Linked DNA regions of Capra hircus: region 1 is linked to region 2. The links are chromatin contacts, called in public Hi-C maps. All regions are on one chromosome and are shown on one strand. Each heading gives the region's core, a stretch centred on a gene start, on an enhancer-like site or on the middle of the called end of the contact. The rest is flanking DNA. Distances are from core to core; before and after follow the strand shown.

Region 1 (4,108 bases), core at 1,178-3,677, 220 kb after region 2:
AAACTAATAAAAATGGTGGACTACAGTAAGGTAAGAGCTAGGCAGGTACAGAACAAGGGATACAGATACAGAACAGGGGAAAGACTGCTGTTCCCTGTATATCTTTCTACAGTTTTGAATTTTTGAACCATGTGTATATTTATTTTTTTTTCAAATTTTTAATTAAAGATTGAGTAAGATGATAAATAAGTCCAAAAAAATACCTCTCCCACCAGAGAACCCTAAAACAAATAACAAATGTTCTGAACAAATACTGGGTGAACACTGGCTCTACTGGTTACCAGCAGTCCAACAGATTTCTGCTGGGAAGGCCCATCATTCTCCAAGTTGTTTTCTTTTCTATTTCTTAATGGAGTTTAGCATACCATGTTAATATGTTACTCTATCATCAATTACTTAATTTAAATCTTCACTTAATATACCCACAGGCATAATTCAAACTTTCTTGAACAATTTAACATTAATTTAGTTAAATCATCTATCATTAATACACTGCCATACCCATGGCCCATTGACTTTTCAAAAGAAGGCTATTCAGTTTTCCTTCCCTTTTCTTCCTTTATACAAATTCTGGTTACATTCTTAACAGCTATCTAAAGATCATAAAAAATACATTTGCCATTCCTAGTCTATCTATAGCAGTAACAGGAAAAATAGAGAATTTCCTGTTAATATATTTCTAAGAATCAAATTCTATCTTGTGATCTAATAAAGATTTTACTGGTCTCTAGGAAGTCAATGCATGATTTCCCTTTCTGAAAAATAAACCAGAACATCTTATTAAGATTATTCAAATTTGAACTTGATAGGATAAATTAAGGACATTTGTTCAAGAATTTTTCTTAGAAATTCTACGCCTTCTTTTTACACAAGTCTACTGCTTCTTGAAATTTAGTATCATATGCTTCCTAGGCCAAAGTAACAGTGAGTGAATTTTGAAAGCAGCAAAACACGTATTTGATTATGTAACACCTGACAGGAACAAATTATCTTGGGATTCATTTATTAGGAACCTATGTTCTTCTTGGGTCTGAAAAGTAATGCTGCTTAAAACATCAATCTGCTTGTACCAGAATGTAAATAAACAGACTTCTTCTAAGTAACAAAGTCTTATTGTATAAAAAAGTAAGCTAAACCAGTGTGCTTAGTGACACAATTGACTTATACTCTGATGCCAGCTCTTTATCTTGTCCTGAACCAGTAACAAGCCCTTAAAACCAGTGGCTGGTCCAAAAGGAAAAAAAAAATTCAGTGGTGGTGTTGTGTTTCAGAATAGAATAAAACATGATTAAAAAGCCTGTCAAGAACTTTACACTTTAAGGGGAGTGAGTCATGTACACATAGAACCATAATACAGAGAGCTTCAGGACAAAAGCACACAGAAGAGAGCTACAACTTCACCAAACGGAGAAATCACTCACCTTCAAGGAACAGAAACAAGGCTTCAAAGTAGTGTGATATCTGACCAGGGTGGACACAGGCAGGAGAATGAAATGAGGAAAGCATTGGTAGTACCTGGGTAGACTGACAATGTGAGTTTGGTGGGAGAATAGTATATATGAAGTCCAGTGGGAGATAAAAGCATGAAGAGAATAGAGCTAAGACAGTAGGACGCTTTGTATTTGGTAGGTTGTGGTAAATTAAAAAGATTATTTTGTTCTGTTTTATAAGGATGGAAAAATGAATCACCAATGCAGCACTTTTAGAAAAATCACTTTTGGCATTAATGTAAAGAATAGATTGGATAGAAATGTGTAACAGAAAAGGGGAAACAAATGAGAAAGTGCTATAAAAATGATCCAAAGCTATTTATATGATAAATGGGTATAAATGTAGCATAGAAGACTCCTATGACCCAAAAGACTCAGTCATGTTCTACATTAAAAATATATAAAATATAAATTATCTACACAGCTGCTGCTTAGAGTGCTCAGTCGTGTCTGATTCTTTGTGATCCCATGGACCATATTCCACCAGGCTCCTCTGTCCATGGGGATTCTCCAAGCAAGAATACTAGAGTGGGTTGCCACGCCCTCCTCCGGGGATCTTCCCAACCCAGGGACTGAACTCGGTCATTGCGGATTCTTTACTGCCTGAACACCATTTAGGCCAATTTGGGCTTCCCAGGTGGTGCTAGTGGTAGAGAACCCGTCTGCCAACGCAAGAGTTGTAAGAGATGCAAATTCAAGCTCTAGGTTGGGAAGATCCCCTGGAGGAGGGTACGGCAACCCACTCCAGCATTCTTACCTGGAGAATCCCAGGGACTTCATCTCTTCCTTTTAACCTACAACTATTAATATTAATAGTAAAATATCCTTAATTCAGTAAAAGTGTCTCTGCCCAATACATGAGGACTGCAGAGAATTCCACACGTCTGTACAATTGTACAAAAGACTGGATAGACTGAAAATTCTCTGGCAGTCCAGTAGTCAGGATGCCAAACTCTCACTGCCAAGGGCCTGGTTTGTTTTGATCCTTGTCGGGGAACTAAGATCCCACAAACAGCATGGCCAAAAAGAAAAAAAAAAAAAGAGTGGCTGGACTGAAATACACAGAGGCGGCAGGCCTGGGGAAATAGTGGAGGTGGTACCTGCAGTCCTGGATCCCCAGTCACAGCAGTGAACACCAAAGAAAACCTGAGCAGTAGGGCAGGTGACACAATGACTGGCCTCTCAGCCACAGCAGTGACTAAGGCTACAGGGAACCAGGCAACAACAGCGACAGCACCCCTCCAGTCAGAGACCCATGTGACTCTGGCCCCTCTGCCCACAGCAGCAGTGTCCATGAAACCAATAAGCCTGAACGTGGTGACAGCTCCAGACCCCAGCTCCTCACTGCACCCACCCTCTCTCCCCACTGCAGTGGACCCAGAAGACCCCAGACATGGTGGAGACACCTGCCACACCAGTGACCTAGGTCGCAACAAGGTACCAGCAACCCCAAAAGCAAAGTAGTGACAAGGGCACCAGACGCTACCTCTGGCAGAAGCAGTGGATGGTGAAAAGTGCCAATTCTCACTCTAACCACAGGCATCGCAGATAAGAGAAATCAAAAACTTGTACTATAGTGCCACCTACTGAAAAACAAAAGAAAGGCTTCTCATCATTAACCTGTTACATTATTAAAATCAAATAAAAAAGAAGCTTTACTAAAGAAAAAAGGTGTTTGTTCCTTCAAATACATCAGAGGAACAATTTTCATCAAGCAACATGAAAAATCAAAGTAACCTGGTGTCAGAAAAGAGAACAACAATTCTCCAGAAGCCAAACTTAAAATCACCCAACACTGCAATCTAATTGATAAAATTAAAACAGCTGACAGAGGAGCCTAGAAGGCTACAGTCCATGGGGTCACAAGAGTCAGACATGACTTAGCGACTAAACCACCACCACCCACCACCACCACCTAAAGAAATTTAGAAAGCTACAAGACAGCTCAGATAGAAAAGTAGTACGACGAGCTTAGGAATAAAATTAATGAACAGAAGGAATATGTTACCAAAGAGACTGAACTCTTAAAAAACAACCAAACAAACTCTGGAGCTGAAGAACTCAATAAAAAGAGATGAAGAATGTATACAACATACGGGAAACAGAACAGACCATATGGAGGAGAGAATCAGCTAGCTCAAAGACAGAAGCTGTGGGTCTTCCCTGGTGGCCCAGTGTTTAAGAATCCACCTTTCAATACAGAGGATGTAGGTTTGATCCCTGGCTGGGGAACTAGGATCCCACCTGCCATGGAGCCCTCATGCCCCAACTAGAGAGAAGTCCACACATCACAACAAAAACCCAATGCAGTCAAAAATAAATAAATAAATGTTTAAAAAGATTGAAATTTTATAATGACATAGGGAGGAGAGGAGAGAGACCTAAGTTTTTTTTTTAAATGAAGAAACTGTGTAAGAATTATCCAGTTCTATTAGGAAAGGCAACAACAGAGTAATGGGCATTCCAGGAGAAGCAGGAGGGCTTCTCTTCTCTAGTAGCTCAGTGGTAAAAGAATCTGCCTGCCAGTTCAGGGGCTGCAGGAGACACAGGTTTGATCCCTGGGTTGGAAAGATCCTGTGGAGGAGGAAATGGCAACCCACTTCAGTGTTGACAGAAGA
Region 2 (3,826 bases), core at 144-2,643:
TGGACTGCAGCCCTCTGGCCTCCCAGTCCATCACTATCTCCTGGAGTTTGCCCAGACTCATGCCCGTTGAGTCCATGGTGCCATCCAGGCGTCTCAAGGGGAGATGATAAATTTCATCAAATACTGTAAGCTTCTTTGAAGGTTTCCTTTCCTCTTTGATCCTGGGCTTGCCTAGCACAGTTCATGGCTTGTGAGAAGGTGACCTCTGACTACAGGCCTCTGATCCATGCTGGCAGAGGCGGATTTCCCCTGCGCCCCCTCCCCATTGTATCTCATCTCGGATCTCTCTTCAGAGTGAGAAGGCTGGTCCTCCTGTGTCCACCATGGAAAATGAACCCTCACTTTCTGAAGGACCAGAACCTTAGGGACTCCTTGACTGACTTCATTTCTGCTTTCCATCACCATTTTATAACAATGCCTACTGCCCCAGCTAAGTTTTGTCACTTACTATGTAGGTGATGGCCTGATCCAGGATGACAGGTATGAAGAAGATAAGTGTCTTCTAAGTCTTGATGTCAGTGTCCTCCTTTCTTCCACAGCCTCCAGAAACAGGGGAGTCAGCATTTCAGACTCATGCAAGAAGTCATTTCCATTGTTGGTATGGTTGCGGGAGACCTAGGAACCAGAAGCAAGGCAGTAGTGATGACCTTTTTACCTACAGGAGTTGAATTCTGAACACAAGGAGGAAGATCTCAGAATTCTGTCCTATTTCATTTTCAGTGTGGCTATAGATTCCTTGCCACAGTGCAGAGTTTTTTGGAGGTTTGGTTGTTACTCAGAGAGAAAAAATAGCAATATTTTAACTTGTAAAACTGCCATACATCTTTCTAAAACATGGAGTAAATGGTTGGAAATACCACTCAGCTTGGCTTTGTTCATAGAAAGAACATATGGTGAAAAAGGAGGACAAATGCAGAGTTTATTTATAGTTTATGAACCCTAGTGGTTTTGAGAATTAGAATATTCGTGGTAAGTGGACTTCTAGTGGGGGGGGTGTGTGTGGGTGTGGGTGTGGGTGTGGGTGTGGTGGTGCTGGGTGGTAAAGAGCCTGCCTGCCGTTGCAGGAGACATAAGAGACGCAGGTGCGATCCGTGGGTCAGGAAGATCCCCTGGAGGAGGGCATAGCAACCCACTCCATTATTCTTGCCTTGAGAATCCCATGGACAAAGAAGCATGGCGGGCTAAGGTCCATAAGGTCTCAAAGAGTCAGACATGACTGAAGCAACAGCACCTGTGTGTTTTTAGAACAGGAGTTCCTCTAAGGAATGAGCATGTGATTCCACAAACAGCCAGCAGGTGGCAATATTAGGCAGTGATGTTTTTCTCCTTCCCCAGAGCCTAACAGATTGGCTCGTCCTCAGAATAAACCTAAATCAGACCCAGATACTGAAACCATGCAGAATCTTATTATTTGTGACTGACACTATTAACACTGTGCTCAGAACCATGTTTTAGCCCAGTTAGGGGGAGATGCCAGGGTCCTATTGAAACTCTCCAACACGCTCCCTTCTGATGTTTGATATTGCTTTCCTTTTGCAGTCTAAAATTGGTAGGAAACAAAGGATGATCCTGGAGTTGCATTATCTCTGGGACTTTCAAACCAAATTACAACGATCTTGAGCAGTATATTTTCTTTCTTGCAGTTCTTTCCTCCTGAGTTAGTCTCGTTTCACACACATCTCTTTTTTTTCCCTTCATTGGTCTCATTCTTTCTTGCAACAAAAAGGAGCAAAGCACAATCCCAAGTCTTAAAAATTGAATCCATTCTTTGATTTAGAGATGAACCTTACTTAAATGTAATATTCAGATAGCCACAAAACAGGGTAAATCAGTTCTGTTAAGTAGAAAGTAGTCTTGAGAGGGACTCCTGATTGAGCAAATAAATCAGTTATCTTGTTAATTGAATCTTCTGAGTCACTTAAGTTGATCCTTTCAGATCATACTTGAAAAAAGAATGATAGTATGTGCTTGTGTTTTGCTGGTAATTTATTCTAGATTTATGCCTGGAGGTTCATGACAGCTAAAATGGGGAAGCTGTTCCATATCGGTCTTTGTTTAGCAAAAAGCAGTGGGCACTTTTTCCGTGATTTCCTTGTTCTTTTGAGAAAAATACCTGAAGGGAATGTATTCTTGAGGGATACATTTTTATGTGTTTTTTCTCCCACCTAGAGTGTGAGAAGCTTAAGGTGACTGGAAAAGTTGAGAGTTTGAAGAAATTAGGTAGTTAATTCAACAGTAAATACATCTTTATTGACTTCATTTATCATGTTTGATCTGGTAGTAAAAGAACCACTCAGCTGGTCCTTTAATGTTCGTTCAGTACTAAGATTTTGTGATACATCTTTTTAAAGAGTAGTAGGTGGTGTAGGGAAAAAATAAATGTGCTATTTTGGCTTCTAGGGAGGGGGGGAAGCAATTATTTTTAGAATCTGTTCTAGTTACACCCAGTTTTAAAGGAAGTAAAAAAGCATATTTTCATGTCAGTGAATCCTTCAGGGGGGATTAAGTCTGTGGAAATATATTTTTCAAATCCTTGTCACTGTGATCCCAGAGAGTACACATGTAATTAAAGTGTGTGCCTGTGAGTCTGAGCACACACGCATATGTATATTACCACACAAAGCCGGGAAGCGATGAAAGCATGGGCATCTTAGCAAAGCTGCTTGCATAAAAAATAGTTAGACTGTGGTTCACTGCTTATGCGGAAGTGTTGCCAGATCTAGCATTCCTTATGCCAGGAGAACCACGGAGGGAAGACAGTGGAAACTTAGGGAAAGTTGAAAGAAATTATGAAATCTATTAGAAAAAGATACTGACTCACGTTATTAATGTAATAGCAAAGGTTTCACTGGGCAAGCTGACTGGAATGTTTCCCTTAAAATTAAAGGCAAATGTAGCAGATAATCTTAGTGTCAAACACTATCTTGATTTTTTTTCAAAGTATGAAATAATAATAATAATAATCAGAGTCTCTTGTGATGTAAACTGTGATACGAAAAGCACCTATGATGCAGGATAAACTTGTTTATCTGAATCCTGGAGGAATTGTTTGCTGTGGGCGACTCTTTCACGTGGACTTTGTATCTTTTGGATGGGAGCAGTGATTTAGTTTCTCAAGCATCGTTCACACTCCAGTTCACGTACAAAAATTGTCTTTCATTTAGGCTTTAGGTATTCAAACAGATATTGATCCTGGATGTGAAAGGATGGTTTCTGTAACTAGAGCAGTTCTTCCCACTGTATTAAAATTAGTTGTGTTGGGTGTGGACTTTATATATCTGTTTCTGTATTAATTTGATGAAATATGTATCTATCATAGTATCAACTTTATATCATTTATTTAAGTGCAAATAAATTGAATAAGCCTACTCACAAACTCCTTCTGAGTAGGGCTGTTGGTTCTGCTTTGATGCATTCTTTAGAGGTTCAAGCTTCTGACATCGGAATGTTTTCTTTCTCCTCTTTCATTTTCTTATGACTGTCTTTCCCTGCTAACCTCCGTTCCCTTCTCCTCACCACTCTCCAGCTTCCCACCATTCCTGCTTGGGTTCAGATAGCCATTTGTTCTTGTCAATTGACTGCATTTCATTGGACATGTGGGTTCCTGCTTAATTATTATCTCAGTGAGCATTTATTCGCATTGTAAGCTTTTCATTTATGAATTGTGGAATACATGTCTCATATTCAGGCAGAGGTAACAATTTGGAAACTCAGGCATTTTATAATAGATTTCTTTTTTTGCCCATTTAATAGATATTTATTAAATTACCTTCTACTTGGTCCGATATGGGTGTTGAGGGTCTCGCAAAGAGGGAGAAAGATTTCT

Evidence for each region. A called contact is a pair of places that touch in the nucleus more often than the background predicts.
Region 1: a Hi-C map of liver shows a contact between it and region 2, with 5 times the contacts expected there. The contact joins two enhancer-like sites. A contact is called at or near these places in 3 of 5 Hi-C or Micro-C datasets (blood and liver).

Annotation. Positions count from the first base shown.
Region 1 is chr5:50,297,759-50,301,866 of ARS1.2, forward strand. The region is part of intron 34 of MON2 (protein MON2 homolog); the gene reads right to left. Among named protein-coding and RNA genes, the nearest start is that of MIRLET7I, 23 kb to the left of the region's middle. Within about 2 kb of position 2,428, at least 1 of the 5 cell types and tissues checked has an H3K27ac peak or open chromatin away from gene starts, as enhancers often do.
Region 2 is chr5:50,079,483-50,083,308 of ARS1.2, forward strand. All of the region lies in intron 3 of PPM1H (protein phosphatase 1H), which reads left to right. Among named protein-coding and RNA genes, the nearest start is that of PPM1H, 140 kb to the left of the region's middle. Within about 2 kb of position 1,394, at least 1 of the 5 cell types and tissues checked has an H3K27ac peak or open chromatin away from gene starts, as enhancers often do.